2 separate regions of the Sus scrofa genome follow, and region 2 is linked to region 1. Evidence: chromatin contacts called from public Hi-C data. All regions are on one chromosome and are shown on one strand. Each heading gives the region's core, a stretch centred on a gene start, on an enhancer-like site or on the middle of the called end of the contact. The rest is flanking DNA. Distances are from core to core; before and after follow the strand shown. Region 1 holds the start of MAOA (monoamine oxidase A). Region 2 has its middle 33 kb from the start of NDP.

Region 1 (5,154 bases), core at 1,906-4,405:
TGTTCAGAGGACGTATTATAGGAGTCAAACTAGAGACTTAAGAATTTTCTATAAATAAGAGAAAGGTGAAGTCCTAGAATGAAAAAGAGGGAGAGAGTGCATAAGAAAACCCCAAAGTGATGAATAGCTGAGCCCGAGGCCATTTCAAAACTAGAAGTTCCCAGGAATATGGGCACAATGAAAGGAACAGAAAAGGAGCAACCAGTGTGGAATAAAAATTCAGGATCCAATAGTGTCACAGGAAGCACAAAAGAAGTTTCAAAAAGGACTTGAAATGGATGATGGATGATGGATGATGGATAAGGGCCAGGGCATGTTGAAGATACCTTTACAAATGAGTAGGGGGTTTTCGCATCTGAAGTATTAATGGAGTACATAAAATTATTTAATTGGTGAGCGGGCAGAAAAGGGCTGTAAAATATGGCTCTGTTTTACAATTTTTAATGACAAAAGAGAGATAAAGGAAGATGCTGCTATTCTTTGTGCAGAGATAGTTATAAAAAAATGAAAGATAAGTGTTAAATGTGCCTTGTTTTTGAGGAAGGTCATTCTGAATGTGTACTCTTCTGGGAACTATTTTGTTGTATAATATAAGTAACATTGCAGATGCTAAGCACTGGCCATATCTTATAAGTATACGGGTAACATATTAAAATGTGCAAATCCTGACAAAAGTTCTAAGAGATCTCCAAAAGTATTTAAAACTGATATGGGGACTATTAAGTAACTCCTGGGGTACTGTCAAGCACACACAAAGCTGCTGTCTTTCTGAGTCCTCAAGAACCCTTGGGAAGCAATGCCTCTCACCTGCTTCTGAAACGCCAGTCTGTGTACCAGGGCTGATCCTGAACCAGATTTGCATCTACTTTTAATTGTGAACCATCTGGCAAGACATCATGGCCAGAAAGCAGTGGTTCTGGTCACTTTGGGTGTTCAAATCAAATCTGACTGATAAGAGATGGTATTAAAGGAATCCCAGGGCCTTTTCCACTGTCGCTGAAGAAGTAGAAGCTGAGTTCTGGACTAGGAGTGTGAACTACTGTGCAAAAAATGCTCCCTTCCTCCCCCCACATGGAAATGAACAATCAATAGTGAATAGTGATCATGGAAAGATCCAGGTTTTGAGGGGCCTGAAGCCTATGTAATTTGGGTGCCCTCTTTAAGAAGAATGCCAATTTACAAATGCAAGATTCAGTATGAAACCGGTTATCTATTTAGAATGAGAACCGGAAGGGCCCTGGAGCTGTCAGGCCACAGAGCATCAAGACCATCAGCTACATGGTAAATCCAGCTCTGCTCACAACCAACTACTTGGAGTAAAGTGTGGAAAGGGAGAAAGAGCCAGTGATAAGGCAGAGGAAAAATATAAAGACAAAATGCTCCTTAAGGAATAGTGACAAGAATAAAATCCCAGAAAGAACCCCGAATTGTGAAATACGGATGGTATGGAGATGGGAAAGAGGCAGAACTCCCAATCAATTGACACAAGACATTATCATCGTATTTCTTTTCCAGTGATGAAGAGTCATGCTGCTTCTAGGAGGCTTGCATACCAGAACCAGTCTTTTAGAAACACCAGTCCACTTCATTGCAGGCACTCAACAAGTGTTTGGTGAACAAATCGAATAAGCTAATGAATGAAAGGAGGGAAACGAGAGAAATACTTCTTTTTCCTCCTCTCTACCAGCACCTGCTTTTCTGATGCTCCGACGACATACCTGCATGGTTTTGCTCTAAGTGGCTGGAGTTGTCAAAGCAACAGCTCCTGCCAATCTCTTCTCTGGTGATTAAGACTGTTAGCCTGAATGGGCCAAGTCAAAAGCTTTCTCCACCCAAATTACTCTGTAAGCATGTTCAGAGTCTCCTCAAAAGACTTCTCCATAAAAATGGCTACTTTGGGGCACCCTCCTTACTCCCTCTCACCTGCTTTCTCCCTTTCTAAATCAGATCCTGCCAGTGCATTTCAGAATTGCTTAACATTCTTCCAGGTCGTGGACAGATGAGTGTGGGACTCTAGCTGGAGCTGAAACACAGTTCCTCACTTTAAGCCATTTTACCAATTATGACAACAAACCTAAGTGACAATTTAATATATGAGTCATGATGAGGTTTCCAGGAAGATCCGAGAGAAGCCTCAGGCAGCATTCAATTGGTCAGCTACACACCCAAACCAGGACGGGGTGGGGGGAAACAAGGTGGCCAGCTGGCTCATCACAGGACAAGATTCAGGCGGTGGAGAAGGAGATGAAAAGGGCATTCCCTTACCTGCCCTCAGCCGGTTTCACAGAGGGATTCTCTCCGGGCAATAAAAAGCCCTACACTTTCTGCAAGTTCCAAAAACCAACCAACCAACCAACCAAAAAAACAAAACAAAACAAAACAAAAAAAAACACCCAGGCAAGGGGTAGGTTGAAACTAAGAGCCCCCCCCCTTAAACCTTTTCCTAAATGATTCCTCTCCTTTCCAGTTACCAAATTTTCTAAGGAAAACAGGTGTAAGAAGATCGGGACTTGAGTTAACACTATGACTACCTCCATACTACAAAAATCTGTATAGTGACTGTCTGTTTAGGGCAAAGGAGGAGAAATCAAGCAAAGCAACTGCCTCAGGAATCGGAGTGGGGGTCTTAAAGGGGAGAAAATCATTGTCCCTTCCCAGGTAGGTGATCCGACCTCTGGACAGTTACCTCAGTTTCTAGGTTTTGCGAAACTGGGACGCACAGAGTACCCACCTCGCAGGACTGCTGAGGATTGAGAAAATCCACGTAAACCGCTAAATACGACTGCACGGCAAGAGCTAGTTAAATGTTAGTATTTCATAGTAGTAGTAAAATGACTGTTCCTGCCTCCCCCCGGTTCACACCGCCAGCGAAATCGGCTCAACCCCACTCCCTCCTGGCAGGATCCGGGGCCCGGCCACGGTGGCACTCTCGCGTGCACAAGAGAGGACCCCCCCAAAAATAAACCCGCCACCCTGCGACTGCAGGTCCCCCACCCCGGGCCGGCCAGGGTCCCTCGGGGCTATCGATGCAGTCCACACTGACCTGAGATGCCGCCTCCTATCACGACTACGTCGACCATGTGGCCCGCGTTGTTCGCCTTCTCCTGACGCTCCATGCTCTGGCCGAGGCTCTCCCGGGGCGTGGGGATAGGAGTGGGGCTGGCCAAGGGCGGAGCGGACTTTTCTACCGACTCTCGGGGGGAGCCCGAGGGCGGAGCCGATTCTTCCATCGATACCCGGGTGGAGTCGGGCGCTGAGGGCGGAGCGGGCCCTGGTACTGGTACTCCCGGAGAACCCGGGGGCGGAGCCCATCCTTCCACCGCTGTTAGGGGGTAACTTAACCCTAAGAGCTGGGTGGACTCTTGGGTCGACACTTGGGAGTTCATGGGTGTTAGAGGTCCTGGTATCGAACTCCGGGGCGTGCTGAGCACTGAGGGCGGGGGAGACCCTTGGATCGACACTATGGAGGAGTCGGAGAGCGGGACAGATGCCTGCACCGAACTCCCGGAGAGGCCGAACACCAAGGGCGGGGCAGACCCTCTTACCACCTCATGGGACGGTTCCAAGAGCGGGGTGGATCTTTGTTCAGATAGTCGGTGGGAGTCGGGTACTGAGGCCTGGCTGGACTGTTGTACTGACAGTCGGGGGGAGTTATAAGGTGTGGGGGGTACCTGCACCGAACCCCAGGGGGAGCCCTGTACTGAGAGCAAGGATAACCCAAGTACTGACGCTTCGGGAGTGTTAGTGGGTGGTGGAGGTGCTGGTACCGATATTCTGAGGAAACCGGGCATCGAGGGCGAGATGGATCCTTGTACTGGCCCTCGTAGGAAGTTATTGGGTCTAAGAGTTTCTGGGACTGATTCCCCAGGGGAGGCGGACACGGAGGGTGGGGTGGGCTCTTGGGGGGACAACTGGGGGGAGGCTGAGGGCGGGACAGATCCCTGTACAGATTCTGGGGGGTTGCTGGTGTTCAGGTTAGAGGCTGGGGCGGCCCCATCTGAGGTGGTCGAGCGGGGGTCAGACATGGGGATCCGGTTGCTCAGGCCGCGGGCGCCAAAGCCCCAGAGGCCAATCTTGATGTCCTTGTCAGTTATCGGGCCAGGACTGGAGCCGAGTCGCGAGGGCGCGCTGAAGCTTCGGGAGTGTGTTACGTCTGGTGAGGACGCGTTCGACGGGGAGCTGGAAAACGGACGGGAGGCAGTCCGCCACTCAGAATGGATGCTCCACGCGGATGTGGAGGACGTGGCCGCGCCCAAGGTGGAAGCCGGGTCGGAGATCCGGGCGGTTACCGGGTCCTGGGCTCTGGACGCGCGCTCTCCCTGCCGCCCGCTCCCGCCGCCGCCAGTGGAAGCCTCTGAGTAGGGAGCGCTCATTGTTCTGGAGCGCGCGGGTGGAGGGCGGGGCTGAGGGCGAGGTTCTGGTCTCCTCCGCCCCTCCCTCACAGGCGCGCTCCTCAGCCGCCCAAGTGGTGCCTGATCCGCCCTCTCGGAGGCCCGCCGCCGGAGCCAGGCTCACTCGGGGGCGGGGAAACGAGGGCTCCGCCTTCCCCGTCTGTACCGGGCGCGCGCGCGCGCGGGAAGCCCTCCCTCCTGGTGTGGCCCGGCAACGCCTCTAAAGTGGGGGGGTGTGGCCAGAGAGCGTGGGCGTGGCCACGTGGGGCTTTCAACCTGGTGCTTTCATTGTTACGCTGAAAGGCGGGGGGTAACTGGGCTGGTGCCCGGGGGGAGGGGCTGGTGCTTAGAGCAGCGCGTACTGAAGGAAGCGGACCTGGAAGGTGTGATGGCAGGGCCCCCCCCAACCTGGTCTTGCTCCTTTGTGACGTCACAAGTGGCCGTTGAGGTCTGCGCAGTCGCGTCTCGCGAGGGGGCGGGGTGAAGTGGGCACTGTGCCCAGAGGGGCACTTGGCGGTTATTTGTTCTCCGATGGGGGTTTTTTTCAAGCTGATGTTGTTGTTGTTGTTGTTTTAAGCTGATGTTCTTAACCAAAATCAAAGCAAGTAGGAGACAAAATTAAGAACTCAGCTACCACGGATGAAGTGAGACCTGAAGTTTAAAAGCGAAGGTTGAAAACAAGCAAACGAACATGTGTTAAAAAAGGGCTATTTAATGCATATGTTTTATTGTGCAGTCAGCCTCTTGTCTTGCTAGTTTTATC
Region 2 (5,831 bases), core at 592-3,091, 260 kb before region 1:
TAGGTATTCTTTTTCATGTAAAATGCAATTCTTTCCTTAATTTTCTTTCTGATCTTTCATTGTAACTGTATAAGAATGCAAGAGATTTCTGTGTATTAATTTCGTATCCTGCACCTGTACCAAATCCATTGATGAGCTCTGATGGTTTTCTGGTAGCATCTTTAGGGTTTTCTGTGTATAGTATCCTGTCATCTGCAATCAGTAACGCTTTTACTTCTTTTCCAAATTGGATCCCTTATGTGCCCACCGACAGAGGAAAGGTAAAGAAGATGTGGCACATATATACAATGGAGTATCACTCGGCCGTAACAAGAAGGAAATAATGCCATTTGCAGGAGCGTATCCTACTAAGTGAGGTAAGTCAGACAGAGAAAGACAATTATCATATGATATCATTTATATGTGGAATCTGATTCTAAAAAGATACAAATGAACTTACTTATGAAACAGAAACAGACTCACAAACTTCGAAAACATACTTATGGTTACCAAAGGAGACAGGTGGAGGCTGAGGGTCCAATGAGGAGTTTGGGATTAATGCATACACACTACTATATATAAAATATATCACCAAAAAGGACCTACTGTATAGCACAGGGAACTCTACTCAATATTCTGTAATAAACTTTATGGGAAAAGGAGCTGAAAAAGAATGAGTATGGGTATGATGTAAAACTGAATCACTTTACCGTACACCAGAAATGAATACAACGTTGTAAAGCAACTATATTCCAATAAAATAAAATAAAATAAAATAAAATAAAAACCAAGAAAGTTAATCTGCTTCCTTGGAAGGAAGGAGACAGGATGATGGAAGAAACACCTGCATGACTTCTTCAGTCTTGGAGGAAGCAGTTGGAGTTGGCAAAGCGTATGTTGGGTTTTGACCCTGCTGAGTGACCTTCAATGGCCGCTCCATGGACTGAACCTGTCTGAACCTCCGTTTTCTAATCTGCAAAATAGACATGACAATAAACATGCCAAAGAGTTTTTAGGAAGACTAAATGAGGGCATGTGAGCTAAGTTCTTCAAGGCGGGCCTACAACATGACAGACACCCAGTTAATGCTATATGTTCCCTCCTCCATGCAAACCGTGAAACGGGGTGTGTTTAATTTGAGATGTTCTCATGCAGCCCTTCGCGGGCCCTCTTTGCCTACCCTTTCTCCCCTCCGCCATACTGACATCTACACCCCAAGTTTCCGTTTGAGTGGCTCGTCAACAGAGGCTGGGTAGATAAGAGATGCTCCTACTCTCAGGGACGAGGAGAAAACAGACCAGAAACCAGGAGACCTCTGAGCGTCATGAGGTGCTTGGCAAGACGGCAGGCAGGCAGTCTCAGCCATCAGCTGGCCTTTCTGCTGGCCTCGCTGTGCTTCGATGGGGCGGGCCTGGGGACAGCTGCCTCCCTATTGCTAAATCCAAAGAAGTGATTGGAATGGCGAAAGATAAGCTACTGGCACTGACCGATGCTTTTGCATTCTCAGGCTACCCTTCTTGGTCATTTAATACACCTAAGAGGCACAGGGTGGCTCTCTCTCCAGGGCCATCTGACTTCATCCTAGAAAGAAATCTTCCTAGAAATGTTGTGAATTCCAGCTATGCCAGCAGAGAGGGCACTCAAGCTCAGTGCAGTGAGCCTGGCTTTGCCTGGCTACCACGAACCCTAGCTATGTCTTGGCTCCTTAGTACATATTTCTGAAGATCATTTAGATAAGTGAGTTATGGTTGGCTGGGTGCAAAAGAGTCACAAGTGGCCACAAATTCTTCCCCTCCCACAGCGAGGCGTAGCCTATTTCTGCACCCGTTGATTTTGGGTCGGCCTTGTGATTTGCTTTAGATAATGGAGAGTTAGGCAACAGGCTGCAAACAGAAGCTTGAAAAGCACTCGATATTTCAGCTGGTGCCATTCTGGTCCAGCCAGTCCACAGCAGACAAGCGACTGACCCCAGACCATAGAGAGGTTGGCTGGACAGTTGCCTGTTTTTGTAAATAAAGTTTTATTGGAAAACAGCTAAGCTCATTCATTGACTACTATCTATGGCTTCCTCGTGCTATATTGGCAGGGTTGAGTCATTGGGGCAGAAATTGGATTGCCCCCAAAACTAAAATATTTACATCTAGCCCTTTACAGAAAAAGTTGGCTCACCTTTGCCTTAGACAAATGAGGAAGTCCAGTCAAGACCAACAGAAGCACCCCCCTAGCTAGTCCCAGCCTAAATTGCCAATCCATCGACTTATGAATTAAACAATGGGGAGTTCCTGTTGTGGCTTGGTGTGTTAAGAACCTGACATAGTGTCCATGAGAACTGGGGTTCGACCCCTGGCCTCACTCAGTGGGTTAAGGATCTGGTGTTGCCGCAAGCTGTGGCATAGGTCTCAGATGCAGTTCAGATCCAGTGTTGCGGTGGCTGTGGTGTAGCCCTCAGCTGCAGCTCTGATTCGACCCCTAGCCCAGGAACTTCCATATGCCTCAGGTGTGTCCCTAAAAAGAAAAAAGGAGTTCCCGTTATAGAGCAGTGGAAACAAATCCGACTAGGAACCATGAGGTTGTGGATTCAATCCCTGGCCTCGCTCAGCGAGTTAAGGATCCGGTGTTGCCTTGAGCTGTGGTGTAGGTTGCAGACGCAGCTCTGATCTGGCGTTGCTGTGGCTGTGGTGTAGGCCGGCGGCTACAGCTCTGATTAGACCCCTAGTCTGGGACGCTCCATATGCCAAGGGTGCAGCCCTAAAAAGACCAAAAAAGAAAAAAAAAAAAGACAAAAAATTGGTGGCTTTGGAGTTCCCTAGTGGCCTAGTGGCTTAAGGATCCAACATTGTCACTGCTGTAGCTGAAGTCACTGCTATGGCATGGATTCTATCCCTGGCCCAGGAACTTCTGCATGCCACAGGCACAGCCAAAAACTACACAAACAAAAAACAATGGTGGTTTAAGCAACTTAATCTTGGAGTAATTTGTTGTGTAGCAAAAACGAACTTGTGCGGTCGCATGAAGTTTTCTTAGAGGAGTTTGAGAACTACGTGTAGCTAAAGGAAGCTTCTGAAATCAGATGAAGGTAGCAAGATAGCTAGGCAATATTTTTTGCCTTTAGATTATGACGGTGTTTTGGAAGAGGAAATTGGTTTATTTTCATAATATCCTTGCACATATATGAACAGGAAGCAGAGAAATTTGTCCCAAGAGTTATACATGGGATTCTACGCCGCTCAATCTCTCAGCATCTAGCAGTCACCTCTGTCCCGTGCTAGTAGCGATCGTAGACAGATTAAATAACTGGACGTCACGGATGCAAGAGACAACAGAGATTTGCAAATAAAGACCCTCGGATATTAAATTTTGACAAAACTTTTGTTAAAAACGGCGAGATGCTGCTTTTCTTGATAACTATAAATATGGATGTGTTGTCATTAACGTGGCTCACTTTCCCATCTGAATGCACTGAACCCCCAAGTTAAATAAAGGCCATTGGTTTTTGGTTTTTTTGTTTGTTTGTTTGTTTGTTTTAAGTCTGTGAAGAAGGCATCCTCTGTGTGGTAAGAAGAAGGAAGAATTTCTTTTTAAGCCCCAAAGAGCAGATGTGTTCTTTCTGTGGGAGCAATTGAAACTATATTCCCCTGCCCCATGATTCCAAGCCTCCAAACTCTGGAACACAGAATGCTTTTTATTTTATTTTATTTTTAAATGTTTTGGCCGCACCTGGAGTATGTGGAAGTTTCTGGGCCAGGGATCAAACCTGTGCCACAACAGTAACCAGAGCCACAGAAGCGACCACACCAGGTCCTTAACCACTGAGCTGCCAGGGAACTCCCCAGAATACCTTTGAGAAAGAGGAACACCTCATCATGTTTATATGCAAATTGCTTATTCTTAATTATTCTTTGTGTCTCGTTTGAAAAAGCTCACATAAACCAAGGGACCCCATGTGCCTAGAAGGCTCAAAAGAAAATATTTTTGATTGGTGGATTGCCAAGATTTATGTAAGAAAATAAGACATGGTGGTTCCTTCCACTGCGTGAAGGAACTAAAGCCAGAAATTACATAAAGCTATCCAATGAATCATCATTAAATCTAAATTTTGTGCACACAATTTCTTGGCACCCAAACCTCGCTCAAACTAAATCTTCACTCGCTCATAAACATTCCAAAAATTAAAACTGCGAAGATTTTTAGTCACTTATTATAGCCTGGGTTTCTATGGATATTTTTCTTCTGAAAACATATGATTCATATGATCATCACAGCCTTTTACTCTTGGAAGAAGTCGGAGATTAAATTTGCTTTGTTTCATCTGCTAGGTACCACCTTGCTCACTTTCTGATAAATTCTTAGCAAGTATTTTGCTGTTCTGATGAACGCAGGATATTTGAAATCACTGGATGATAATTCACATTCCATTTTTCAGACTCAATTTTAATTTAAATGGTCTCAAAGAAAAAGCCAGAAAGAAAACATCTTACCTTAAGAGACTTGGCCCAGAATCTTTTCCTTTGTCTGGAAAGAAAAAAAGAAAGATCCCTTCATAATTAAAAATTTGCCACCAGGGCTTATATAAACAGTCACTGAAGATGGTCTATATTGGAAAAGAATCTGAAAAAGAATGGATATGTGTATATGTATAACTCACTTTGCTGTACAGCAAAAATCATCACAACATTGTAAAGCAACTGTACTTCAATAAACTTTTAAAAATCCAAAAAATATTCACCCGAATTACCGAGATAATACGTTGCATCTAAGTTATGAAGAAATTATTTGATGATGAAGTAAGACTTCTAATTTAAAAATTAAAAATCAGGAGTTCCCGTCGTGGCGCAATGGTTAACAAATCCGACTGGGAACCATGAGGTCGTGGGTTCGATCCCTGGCCTTGTTCAGTGGGTTAAGGATCTGGTGTTGCCAGGAGCTCTGGTGTAGGTCGCAGATGTGGCTCCCATCCAGCGTTGCTGTGGTTCTGGTGTAGGCCGGCGGCTACAGCTTCAATTAGACCCCTAGCCTGGGAACCTCCATATGCCGAGGGAGCGGCCCAAGAAATGGCAAAAAGACAAAAAAAATTTTAAAAATTTGAAAAAATAAAAATAAAGTAAAATAAAATAAAAATTAAAAATCATCTATAACACCCCACAAAAGCACCTTGCTTCTGCAGGCCCCAATGTTTCTTGCCTAAATACTGGTAAATAGCGCATAAAAGGTACAGATATTTTTGCAGAGTCTTGGACATGTAAACGGGTAGGTTAAAAAAATAATAACTCTATTTGTAAAAGGGTCTTCAGCTAACACAAGTCTTTATCTGAGTACACAACTACTGATCTTTTCTTTCCCAGGTCATCGTTATCTTTGTGAAAGAGAGCAAACAGTAAAGCAAGAAATAAGTTAAACTGTAATCAACATCTTAAAAACAAATATACCCTGATTTGAGCCAAAGGCATATATCTTATCTTTGATGTAAATAATAAGTGGGCAGGCATCCAGTTAATTGGTGACATGGAATGGTCCAAAAGTGGCCTGCTTTCAGAACAAGCACATGCAGGTTAAAGCTGTTTATATGTACACAGGTGACCTGAGCTTCTTTGTGCTAGATGTGACGTGTCCTTGCAGGTCAAAATAAATATCTTGCTATATTTCAGTTGATGTGATTTATTATGTAAAAGTATGAGGAGGATTTTTTTTTTTTTTTGCAATTTCATAGTCATTGAATCATGAAACCCCTGTTTTTCTACTTGCAACATCGGCATAAAGTGTTAGAGTTATTAAGTGTTATTATGTAATTTAAATACAATAATTAAGAAGATGAGGGTGAAAAGAAGGTATAAAGGGAGGACAGTCCATTTGGA

What was found. Hi-C and Micro-C count contacts between places; a contact is called where the count stands out from the background.
Region 2: a Hi-C map of liver shows a contact between it and region 1, with 5 times the contacts expected there. The contact joins the enhancer-like site here to the promoter of MAOA in region 1. A contact is called at or near these places in 1 of 5 promoter capture datasets (liver) and 3 of 47 Hi-C or Micro-C datasets (fetal liver, liver and subcutaneous adipose tissue).

What each region holds. Positions count from the first base shown.
Region 1 is chrX:38,928,456-38,933,609 of Sscrofa11.1, reverse strand. MAOA (monoamine oxidase A) reads right to left here and starts at 3,155. Exons shown (of 15, transcript NM_001001640.1): 1 at 3,044-3,155. The coding sequence starts at 3,116.
Region 2 is chrX:39,185,086-39,190,916 of Sscrofa11.1, reverse strand. No RefSeq gene overlaps it. Among named protein-coding and RNA genes, the nearest start is that of NDP, 33 kb to the left of the region's middle. Within about 2 kb of position 1,841, at least 2 of the 83 cell types and tissues checked have an H3K27ac peak or open chromatin away from gene starts, as enhancers often do. A contact at or near this core is called in liver, where this site is marked.